2 separate regions of the Mus musculus genome follow, and region 1 is linked to region 2. The links are chromatin contacts, called in public HiChIP or PLAC-seq maps. All regions are on one chromosome and are shown on one strand. Each heading gives the region's core, a stretch centred on a gene start, on an enhancer-like site or on the middle of the called end of the contact. The rest is flanking DNA. Distances are from core to core; before and after follow the strand shown.

Region 1 (5,063 bases), core at 612-3,111, 53 kb before region 2:
CTACCAGACACATCTGTGTCTAACAGTTTGACCCCCATTGTTCCCCAAGGAATAGAGAAAGGGTGCTGTGGAGAAGGCATCTCTTTGTGGGAGGAAGCACTCCCTGAGAGCCATCGGTACCCCCCCCAAAAAAGCCTTGCAGAAATGCTGTCATGGCTGCTTAGTTAGCCCACTTAGGGCACAATGTCTCGTGTGATTCTGATAGGAGCCTCTGGACCAATGTTGATGCTGCTCCTGTGCCTGTGGACCCTTCCTGGGTGACGGAGCTCCAGACAGACGCCATTTCCAAATCCCTGAAACTCCACGCAGAGAGAACATGAGGGTTGGGAGCTGAGTGGGCCCACACCCATTGGGCTGGGGACTAGCTGGGGTCACCTCTCACTGGGAGGGGTGACCTCGACATTTTAGATTACTCTGGATATTCAGTTCCTCGCTCTGGGCTTCAGTTCTCTCCTCAGCTAACCGGGAACAAACTGGCTGTTGTGCTTAGTGAGATGTCACACCAGTACCCATGGAAGCCATCGGTCCCCTCTCTTAGTGGCACCTCATATTCTAAACACCACTCACTGTTATTTCTGGGCCCAAATACCACCCTCCTACCCCTCCTGGACCGATGGAGGAAATCTCATCTTCCAATCCTCCTATAGTCCCAACAGGAGGTTCCCCCACAAGCCCTCACCAAATCAATGCACTCCAGAAGGCTCAACAAGAATGAGTTCTTTATTATTTCATTTTTTCTTTAAAAAAAAAAGACACTCCTTCAGTATAAAAAATAAATATTTTAAATATGACATTGAATAAATAAAAATAATCTGTCAGTATGAAACATTCCCACAGGGTACATTCATCAAAGAGGAATTTGTCACCCAAGGCCAAGTCCCTTCCAAAGGAAAGGAAAGAGGGAGAGCAGCAGTGCAAAGGAGAGGCTGGGCTGGGACTGGGGAGTCATCCGAATGCAGACAGCCATATCATTTCCCTTCTGAAGCCGCTACCATGCAAGACTCCGGGGTCCTGGCCCACATACCATGTCTGCTCCAGAGAGCAGGCAAAGCAGAGCTGGGTTGCTTGAGTCGGGATCAAGGACACAGAAATAGACAAGAGTGGGGGGAGGGGGGCAGACCAGTAAACTCTCAGTGCTTTCAGGTTTGAAGTTTTAAATAATAAATAAAGGCCCCTTTGCTTCTCTCTGGATAAACTGCAAAATGCCCCATCCCTTTTTCTCTGGTCCAGACACACTACCTACTATGCTCGGTGGAAGTCAATGCTTCCAGGTGAAAGATGTCAGGTGAGCAACTACCTGCCCCTAAAGTCTGTTTTCCCCAAAGGCTCAATGGTTCTGGGATGCTGGGCAACTGATGGAGTAAGACGCAGGTAGGTGGTTGCGTTGGGGGGACGGGGGCGTGCACGGAGAGAGTCCATTGGTCCCTGAGCCTTCAAAGCTGCCAGGTGGGCGGAGCCCAGAGAGTCCAAGTCCATACAAATGTGAAGTGATGACAAAGCCCAACAGGCCCCAGGCTGTGGCATCATCTTGGCTTTTAGACAAATTGACTCTCAGCTTGGAGAAGGGCAGCCAGTCCTGAGATGAGCCTGACGCAGCAACAGGAGTACGGTGGAGTAACTTTGTCGCTGACACGCGTGGCCCCCACCATAGTCTCCTTGCTGCATCTATGGTTCCAGGCCTTTCCTAAGCCAGAGCTCCAGGGCCTGTCCACCTGCCGTCCAGGTAAAGTGCTTAGAGAGTGACAGAGAAAGGTGCAAAACCGCGTGAAGCAGAATCCCACTGCTGAACTGCTAAGGACCGCCCTGTTCAGAGCCTGAGAGGCAGGCAGCTAGCTCTGTAGTCAGCCACTGCCCCAGCTTGGCTGCCTTCCTCCCTACCCTGCTCCCAGATCGAGGGCGTTCCTCTGCTTGCCTGGCCTCAGCACAAAGGAGAGATCAGATCGGATTCCCTGCCTGGGAGCCCAGACATGGGCGGGAGTGGGAAGGCAGCGATGAAGCAAGGACCACAGCTTCCTGGTCTGTGTCCCAGGCGTCTCGGGCCTTGATCTCCCCTTCTCTGGCGCACTGGGCAGCTGTTCAGGCCCAGTTCAGGGCCTGCACTGCTCCAACCTCCTGTATTCACCCTCTGTGGGTGTTCGGGCCACCCGAGGAGCTTCCATGCTGGTCGAAAGCACGCTGGGTGCCGGGTCAGGATGTTTCAGCACTCCTCAGCTACGATTTGAGGAAGGAATCAGTTTTGCCCAAGGTTCCAGAGCCATTCACTTCATTATGAATGGTGCACCGCATAGCAGGAATCTAGGGGGTGCCAGAGAGCTCAGTGGGACAAAACAACAAGAAACTGTTCCACCCCCTTGGAGACCAGAGGGAGAAGGGGGGGGGGCGGGGAGAGAGAGAGAGAGACAGAGACAGAGAGAGACAAAGAGACAGAGACACAGAGACAGACAGAGACAGACTCGGAGAGACAGAGACAGAAGCAGAGAGACAAACTGGCCCAGCTTTTTCTGGGGGACCCTGACACCCTAAAAGTGAGTCACAGTGGGAGACAGAGGAGCTAGCCAGCTCTCTGATTTGACCCATGAGCTGCACCTGTAACAATCATGTGCCTCCAGACCAGGCCCCACTAGGTGGAGAGTCTCGGCCCCAGCTCCCATGGAAGGAGCCTCATACCATTTCGGGGAATTAACTTTGCCATTTAAAGCACCAATAAGTTAATATAAATAGGACATAGTAATAAATAGACAGCTGTGCTGGATCAAACACAGCACTCTGGGCCTCATCTTCCCTGAGACCCTGACCTCAAGTTCTGCTTCTCCATGCTCCAGGGACCCAAGACAGCCCTCTGGTCCCCTTCAAGTACCTTTGCGACCTCCGGGGCCTCAGACCCGACATTCTACTTTATGCTACCTGTCTGTCTGCTCAAGATCACCTGTTCTCAGGGGTTGAGAAGCAGATGAGAGCTGCAGTCGGCTACTGCCTCAGCAATGGCTGGCTGCCTTGCTCCTTCCCTGACTCCTAGACAGTTAGAGGTCCTTCCCCGGGAGGACTCTGGGAACCTGCCTTTGCAGCCTGCCTCTTCCTGCCTGCACACACCTCACCTCTAGGTCCAGCTGGCAGACCCCAACCACGCCAGGCTGTGGGGGGAACTGCATAGAAGCTAACCGAGTTCGTCAGGCTTTGACAACTGGAAGCTGGCCGCTGTGCTTCTGTGGGAGCCTGAACACTGGTGACCTAGACTCTTCCATCTGACAGTCTCTAAGCCTGAACTCTCTCATCCAACTCAAGAGAAGACACATTCCATCATTCCACCCCAGGGTACCCTTCCACCCACAAAACTTATAAAATAAAATAAAATAAAATAAAATAAAATAAAATAAAAGGATTCCTTCTGGATCCCAGTCCCCTTAGCTCTCTCACATCCCAACCAAGCCTTCCAAAGTTTCTCTGAGAGACAGCAAAGGACCAGATGATGGTGACTCTGTAGGGGTCTAGGACACTTCCCAGCCCTTTGCTGTCTGCTGTAGACAACTTGTGCAGCTTGTTCATACACCCAGCAAGCAAGGGGCTGAGTGAGTGAGTGAGTGAGTGAGTGAGAGTGAGTGAGTGAGTGAGTGAGACAGAAATCTCTCAGACCAACACCCTCATTGCCATTTCTAGCTGGTGCTGGGCTGTATAGAAGCTCTGCCTATGGAAGTTTCAACTTTGCCAGATTCCATCATGGCCCAGCCCAGAGTGCAGTGAGTACCTGGAAATCCCTGGGGTCTGCCAGCAGCCCCGTTTTGCATTTAACAATGTCCCAAACCCCAGCACATTTTGAGCCCCCTCCCCACCTCCGGATCCTGCTCCTGAGGTCCCTCAGTCCATGGTACATTCAAGACCTCCTCTCTAGAAGGCCTGGACCACCACACTTATGACTTGCTTGTATGTCCCCAGAAGCTGGCAACCCAACTTTTTCCTTTGGAAGGCTTCTTTGTCAGAGTGGTCGGGGACAGGTGGCACATCCACGTGGCCCACACGGTACTTGTTGCACAGACGGCAAAGCACATTGCTGAGGAGGCCCCTCATGACGTCTATAGTAGCATTGAGCTTGACCTGGAGGCTCACGGCAGTGGGGTTCAGGACCTTCTGGTCCCGGGTGATATTGGTCAGGGAGGCGCTCAGGTATGCGACCATCCGATACAGCTCCACCAACTTGGTCTTCTCTGTCCCGTTGCCATGGAAAGATGGGAAGTCTGTCATGTTAGGCGCACATAGCTTTTCCACGTTGTTGGGAAACGGCTCCCCTTGAGCTGTGTACTGCAGAAGAGAGGAGAGGTGATGTGGGAGTCAGGGTGAGTGTTCTAGCCCGCCACCAACCCTTGGGGCAAGCTCTTGCACTTCTGTTTCCCCACCTGTGACATGGGGACTCCACTTGCTGCCCTGTAGGCAACTAGAATCATTAGTCAGCAATGATCAGAAATGTGAACTCACTCACCAAGGTCACGGTGACATAAATGGATAGAGGAAATGTGGCATGTCGCAGGTGTCACCTCAGCCAGAACACCACATACACTTGCACTTTCAGTCACCCCAGCCTCTTCCTGGGCCCCCCACACACACTGCTTTCAATGACACCTCCCTGTCCATTCACTGCATAGCCTCTTCTTTGGTACCCTGAGCCATGGGACAAGACAGAAAGCACAGTCCCCGCCGCTCACCCCAACTTGCTGGCGAGTGGTGCCCACCAGTCTCTGTGCTTTGGCTAGGGTGTGGGGAGGGAGCCATGGGTTCCCACAGCGCTCTTCCAGCTCTGAAGGGCACCCCTCCGGGCCAGGCAGCCCCCCCCTTCCTCAGTACCCCAGGAAAGTAACTTACATAGGAAATGAAGAGAGCATTGGCGCTGCCATTGAGCTGTGCCAGTTGATTCTTGATCTGGTTCATGAGGTTGCCGTGGCATGGGTGGCGTATGGCACAGGTGGCATTTACAGGGGTGATGGGAAGAGGGCTCCCTGCCCCGTGTTTCCAGTGCAGAACCAGCAGCAGTAAGGGCACAATCCCTGGAAGAGACACGGAGGGTGACTGGAAAG
Region 2 (5,581 bases), core at 1,561-4,060:
ATTTCCTGAGGGATAAGCCCCAACGGCCAGAGGCCTTGAGCAGAGGGAGAGCCGGATTGGGAGTATATGGCTGGGAAGTGGCTCTGCCGACACCTCTGGCTGAGGCCTAACAGGCTGTCAGAACCCTAAGGCACTGAGCATGACACAGAGTAACAGAAGGGATGAGACAAAAGGCAGAGGGCAGGAAACAGTAGTGGGAGGCAGAGATCACGTGCACGCATGACCCACCTGTGGGAGTAGAAGAGGACATCGATGAGGGTGGTGGCGACAGCCGGCAGTGTCTCAGGGTCCAGTGTGAGGACACAAAAGCGGTTCTGAGGGCTCTGAATGGGATGCACCGTGGGACTGGGCCCTGCTCAGGAGACAGGGGCCACAAGGTTATCTTGGACTGGGGCGACCCCTGGTGGCAGGTCAAGGAAAGGCTAGCCCATCTCATACAGTGAGAGTGTTTTGCACCCTTTTAAAAGACAAGCCCTCCCGTGGGAAAAGGTCCCACTTAAATCTGGGTGCTGGCGGGCAGACCTCACCGTGCTGGATCTGGGGAAAGCCATTGCTGGAATCGTCTCCAGTAACGGGCACAGGCTCCCCGCCTACTTCACGGTAGATTTGGAACTCCTGGGCCAGTGTGTGGATCACCACAGACAGGTCCTGCTCCCGTACCTGGGTCAAGGCAAAGGACACATATTACGCAACACCAGGTCCCTCTGCGTATGACCTGCATTAGCACCTGCCCAAAACCCACCAGGATGAAGTCTGTCTGGTATGTGGACAACATCAGAACAGACACATGGTGTTCAGCCAGCGGGGCAATGACAGACCGGGCAATCTTGGTTACTCCAGCAGCCTGCACCACGGAGCCACTGTGAGATACGTTCATCACCAGCCATGTGGCCTCAGCCACTTGCAGGAACTCGGATGGGGGTAGCTCTGTGGGCAGGAGGTACATGCCTGGTTAGTCAGCTCTCTCCGCCTCTCAGTTTCTCTGTTTAAACCTTGCCCATCAGATCTGTTTCCTGACAGACTCAGAGCTCAGGGCCGGTTCCTATCGTTTCTACCTTGGTGTGCATCATGCGAGCATTCTCAGTGAGCATTACTACTCCAAACTCACAACTAGATTCAAGGCCCAGATTTTTCTTTTTCTTTTTTCTTTTTACACCATTTTGCTGTGTGAGACAAGTGTGTTTTGGGGCGTTTTGTTTGCTTTGAGACAGCGCCTTTACAATGTAGATTAAGCTGAGATTTAACTTAAACTGATCTTATTGCCACAGCCTCCTATGTGCTGGGATTACAAACACCATTTAGTCTGTTTCCTATCTGCAAAATGGACTTCATGGGCTTCAAAGCACCACCAGAGGGCACCCAGTGACCAACTGATGGGAAAGCTCCCTTGCAGACAGATTTCCCTACAGAACAGGGAATCTAAGTCCTTAGGGAGGGAGGCTCAGCCAAACTCTAGGTGGCTAGCTTGAGACTCCAGGCCTTAGAGGATGGGGCAAGCAGGCAGACATGGAAGCCAGAAGTCATTTCCCCGGTCCCAGTCCTGAACAGGGACAAGGGCCAGGGTAGCTGTTGTTCACTCAGACTCAGCCAGGAGGCCCTGGACCCTGCTCTGGGCTTGCTGCCTGCCCCTGCATTCCTTCCCTAACTCTCAGCCGCCTAGGCTTCCCAAGCCAGTAAGGGAGGGGCTGCTTTCCACTGGGGAGACAAGTCCAAGAAGAAATAATGTTCAGGGTAAAACAGCTGCAGGAACCCCTTTATTTTCCCCTAAAACTGTGAGACACCATGGCCACCTGTGCTGGCCTGGGACTCATATTCAGCTCCGTGTGGGTTTTACGTTTATAAAACTCTCACAAATTTTGTCAAACGGTCACGACTCCATCCCACACAGTACTTCAGTGAGTGATGGAAGGTTTGAACCCGGACCTATATTCCTTTGGGGTCTAAGCTCTCTGGGAAGCTGGATCCCTAAACTTAGTAAGAATACTGCTTAGAGGCAAACAAGGAACCAGTTCCGACCTTTAAAGCCCTCCTCATCCACCATGAGAGTGTAATCTTCCGGAGTCTCAGTCAGGCTGAAGAACTTGCACCTAGGAGGAGGGAAGGGGTGGGAAGACTTTCAGCCTAGAGTGAATGGAATGGAGACAGCAAATGAAGTCTGCTCCAGCAGCACTAAAGGACCCCCCACCAGGAGCCTTCCGGACCCGCACTCGGGCCTCACTCTCTTCCTTGGATCAATGAGTCTAGATCCCATATTTGGGATCTCCCCTCCATTCCACAGAAGTGGAAGGCTTTGGGTCCCCCTGGACAACTCTCAAAAGTTAACGTGAGGAGACTAGAAAGGGGCTACAGCCTGCCAAGGAACACATGCCCCCACTACACTGCCTACTCCAGGCAGTTTGCACCTTGACAAGCCCTGGGAGCGGGGCCCTCCGGGCCGGATAGGCGGCGTCGCAGAAAGGGTAAGGCCCAGGCTGGATGATGGCCAGAGTGGCTAGCGTCCCCACCCGGTACCCGCTGCTTCGCGGCGACTCTAGTCCTCCGCCCCTGGCCCAGAGGGGCAGAGGAGCCTCCACCCGCCCGACCTGCGCTCGTGAACCCGGGTGCGCACCGACTGCGACAGGGCAGGAAGAGCAGCTTGATGAGCGGGTGGGTGTAGAGCCAGAGGCCCGGACGGGCAATGCTCAGTACTCGCACCCGGTGCTCTAGGATGTGAAGTTCCATCGCAGATACGGCAGCCCCGGCCTGGCCGCCAGCGAGACCTAGGCAGGAGGCGATGCGGTGGCGCCGGGCTTAAAGAAGCACCGCCCGCTACCGGTCCGCCCAGCCAGGGATCCACACTTCGGCGGCCACGCCCCACAGCCACTGTGAAGTGGCCACGCCTCCTCCTGAGCCCTGCCTACCGGGCGCTGCGGGCTGCCTTCAAACTCTGCCAAAGCCACTCTTCTAGCCCTCACCCATCTGAGTCCTTCAAGGACACGCCCCAGACACGCCCTTTCCGCTGGACGCCCGCTGTGTTGGGTTTGGGAACGTGCTGGAAGCTCCTGGTCCCCTCCCTGTCTATCCTCCAGGCTCGCACGTGGGCTTTATGGTTAAAGCCACTAAAACGCAGAGCCTGGCGGTGGTAAGTGTGTATCTTTAATCCCAGCACTAGGGAGGCAGAGGCAGGCAGATCTCTGTGAGTTCGAGGCCAGACTAGTCTACAGAGTGACTTCCAGGACAGCTAGAACTACACAGAAAAACCCTGTCTGGACTGTAGGAAGGCTGGAAGCCGGGCTGGAGCTCTGTTGGGGCCAGAGCTGTCCATAAATCTCCGGAGTGGGGAGGTTAGGCTGGAGACCCGCGGAACAGCTGAGTTGGAGCCTATCTTCCTTTTATTGCCGGGGGTAGGGGGCAGGGACTGCAGAGCTGACAAGGACAGTAAGGACTAAAGATCCCTAAGAATGGGGTGCCCAAGGTTGGTTTGATAGTACTGCAACCCTATCTTGTTGTTGTTTCGACCAGCAAAACCTGGCCGGTGTGGCAGTTTTTAGTCAAACAACTTCTGAAATAGAATGCTCCCCACTGAGGGGAGGAACCGAAAAAGGGTCCTCCTCTCCTGTCTAAGCAACATACTATGGACTCTGAATCTTTTTTTAAATTTTATTTATTATATGTAAGTATACTGTGTCTTCAGGCACACCAGAAGAGGGTATCAGATCTCATTTCGGATGGTTGTGAACCACGTGGTTGCTGGGATTTGAACTCGGGACCTTCGGAAGAGCAGTCAGTGCTCTTAACTGCTGAGCCATCTCTCCAGCCCTTACCCCTAGATTCTGAATCTTATTCCAGGGACAACCCTAAGTACCTGAAGTGAGAATGCCCAGGGCTCAGACACTGAGGGGACAGGCCATAGTATTTGAGGTTCCCTGGGTATCAAACCAGAGACCTCCCTGTTGAAGTTTTCTTAAAGCGTCTCATCATTTGCAGAACTCAACTGGCCTGAACACATCTAAATTAGCTACAGATCCAAGAAGGCCCCTAAGCACTGGCAGACACCCCAGTGATCAAGGTTTAAGAAAACCCCAAGGCTGAGCAGAAACGAGCAAGCACAGGTTGATTTCACGGCAGGATGGGGCATGCTCCAAAGGGCCCTTGTTTGGCCCAGACACTCGGCTTCAGGTTGGAGGCTTTAAACAAGGTAGTTTAAAGCAGGCCTTGGGTGTGATCAAGACCCAACAGGCCCACGCAGGACTTGATGCTCCAGACCCTGCATCACAGGCAGAAGGAAGCTGGGCTCAGTCCTGTTCCTGGCTTTGCTAGCTCCAGATAATTCTCATGGAACAGTGTGCAGCCGTCACATCCTGGCCTGTCCCCTGGAGAACTAAGGGGGTTGGGGGGTGCTTTTCAAAGGCTGAGCCCATTTCACCACAGCAAGTGTGAACAGAGTAGGAAACCACAGGAGTGAGAGGCAGGAGGTGGAGAGTGTGCAAGCTGCCCAGAGTCTCTGGTAACCGTTTGCCTTTCTAGCCTCAGTCTCCCCAGTTGTACCAGGACAACACGTGCTAGGCCCAGGCAATGCCTAAAAGCTCCCTGTGAGTCTGTCCCTCCCTCCCTGTCCCCTGCTATGGTCTGGCCCAGCTTGGTCTCAGGCCAGGAACAACCACTATTGTTTGACTAGAAAAGCTGCTTCCTCAGCAGAAGGGGGGCCTCTCCCAGGGACACCCTGTTCTCCTCACCGCCAACTATCAGGTTGTAGCTGAGCACCTGCCTGACCCTCCACCGCCCTCTGCTCACTTGGGTGAGGGGCTTGGGTGCAAATGTGGCACTTGGAGGAGGAGGACATTGAACTCCTCTTATGTCAGACACAAGCCCAGCCTGGCATGTGGACCGTGTCAGCCAACAGAAAGTAGCGCTTTATCAAGGAGGCCCACTTCTCCCCTCACCTGTCTTTCTTTGGTGGAGGCTTGTGTCAGGCGCCTGCAGTACCTTGCCCTGGCGGCAGCCCCTGATACTGTGTGAGTGCTCACAAGTTAACTGGGGTCTTAAGTGAGCTCCTCATCTCACCACGGCAAGTGTGGACAGAGTGGAGAGCCACAGGGCTGAGAAGCAGGAGGCAGAGAATGTGAAGCTGCCCTGAACCTCAGGTAACCATTCGCCTCTCCAGACTCAGTATTCCCAGCTGTACCAGGACAATGCAGCCTAGGCCCAGGCAACGCCTGGAAGCTCCTCCAAGTCTGTTTCTCCCTACTCCCTGCTATGGTCAGCATCTAGGTCTGGCCTTGGAGCCTTTAGCTACCTCTTCAGGATCTTACCCCCAATCCCCAATAAAGAAGCACAGAGCAAGGCCTTGGGGACTATTTCCTGTTCTGCCCAGTGGTGGGCTTTAGCCTGGACTGACTCTTCTGTGTAGAGGTGAACATGGAAGAAAGATGGGTCGAGAGAGAAGAGCCAAGAACAGTAATTGGCTCTGGACTCCGTGCTCCTGTATGTTTCAGGGGGGCTCCCGGGATGAAGGGCGATAGCCCTTTGGGTCCTAACTATACACAGCTCTATACACAAGCCTGTTTATTTCCGTACAAAACCATATATCTATTTTACACAA

What was found. HiChIP or PLAC-seq counts read pairs in DNA pulled down with a chosen protein or histone mark.
Region 1: a contact with region 2 is called in an H3K4me3 HiChIP or PLAC-seq map of embryonic stem cells, with 55 read pairs. The contact joins the enhancer-like site here to the promoter of Castor1 in region 2. A contact is called at or near these places in 4 of 39 promoter capture datasets (hematopoietic stem and progenitor cells, macrophages, neutrophils and 1 more), 3 of 15 datasets of contacts at CTCF or cohesin (CD8 T cells and embryonic stem cells), 26 of 484 Hi-C or Micro-C datasets (B cells, CD4 T cells, CD4 single positive thymocytes and 14 more), 11 of 115 datasets of contacts at active chromatin or transcription factors (the 230-238 cell line, CD8 T cells, the HPC-7 cell line and 3 more) and 4 of 9 other capture datasets (adipose tissue, embryonic stem cells, liver and 1 more).

Annotation. Positions count from the first base shown.
Region 1 is chr11:4,268,154-4,273,216 of GRCm38.p6, reverse strand. It overlaps Lif (leukemia inhibitory factor), which reads right to left. Exons shown (of 4, transcript NM_008501.2): 3 at 4,852-5,033; 4 at 703-4,293. The coding sequence ends at 3,883. Among named protein-coding and RNA genes, the nearest start is that of Lif, 13 kb to the right of the region's middle. Within about 2 kb of position 1,861, at least 77 of the 459 cell types and tissues checked have an H3K27ac peak or open chromatin away from gene starts, as enhancers often do. A contact at or near this core is called in adipose tissue, cortical glia, embryonic stem cells and 2 more, where this site is marked.
Region 2 is chr11:4,215,454-4,221,034 of GRCm38.p6, reverse strand. It overlaps Castor1 (cytosolic arginine sensor for mTORC1 subunit 1), which reads right to left and starts at 2,810. Exons shown (of 9, transcript NM_028022.2): 1 at 2,609-2,810; 2 at 2,017-2,087; 3 at 743-927; 4 at 528-660; 5 at 229-352. The coding sequence starts at 2,721. Tbc1d10a (TBC1 domain family, member 10a) reads right to left here. Exons shown (of 9, transcript NM_134023.1): 9 at 5,530-5,581.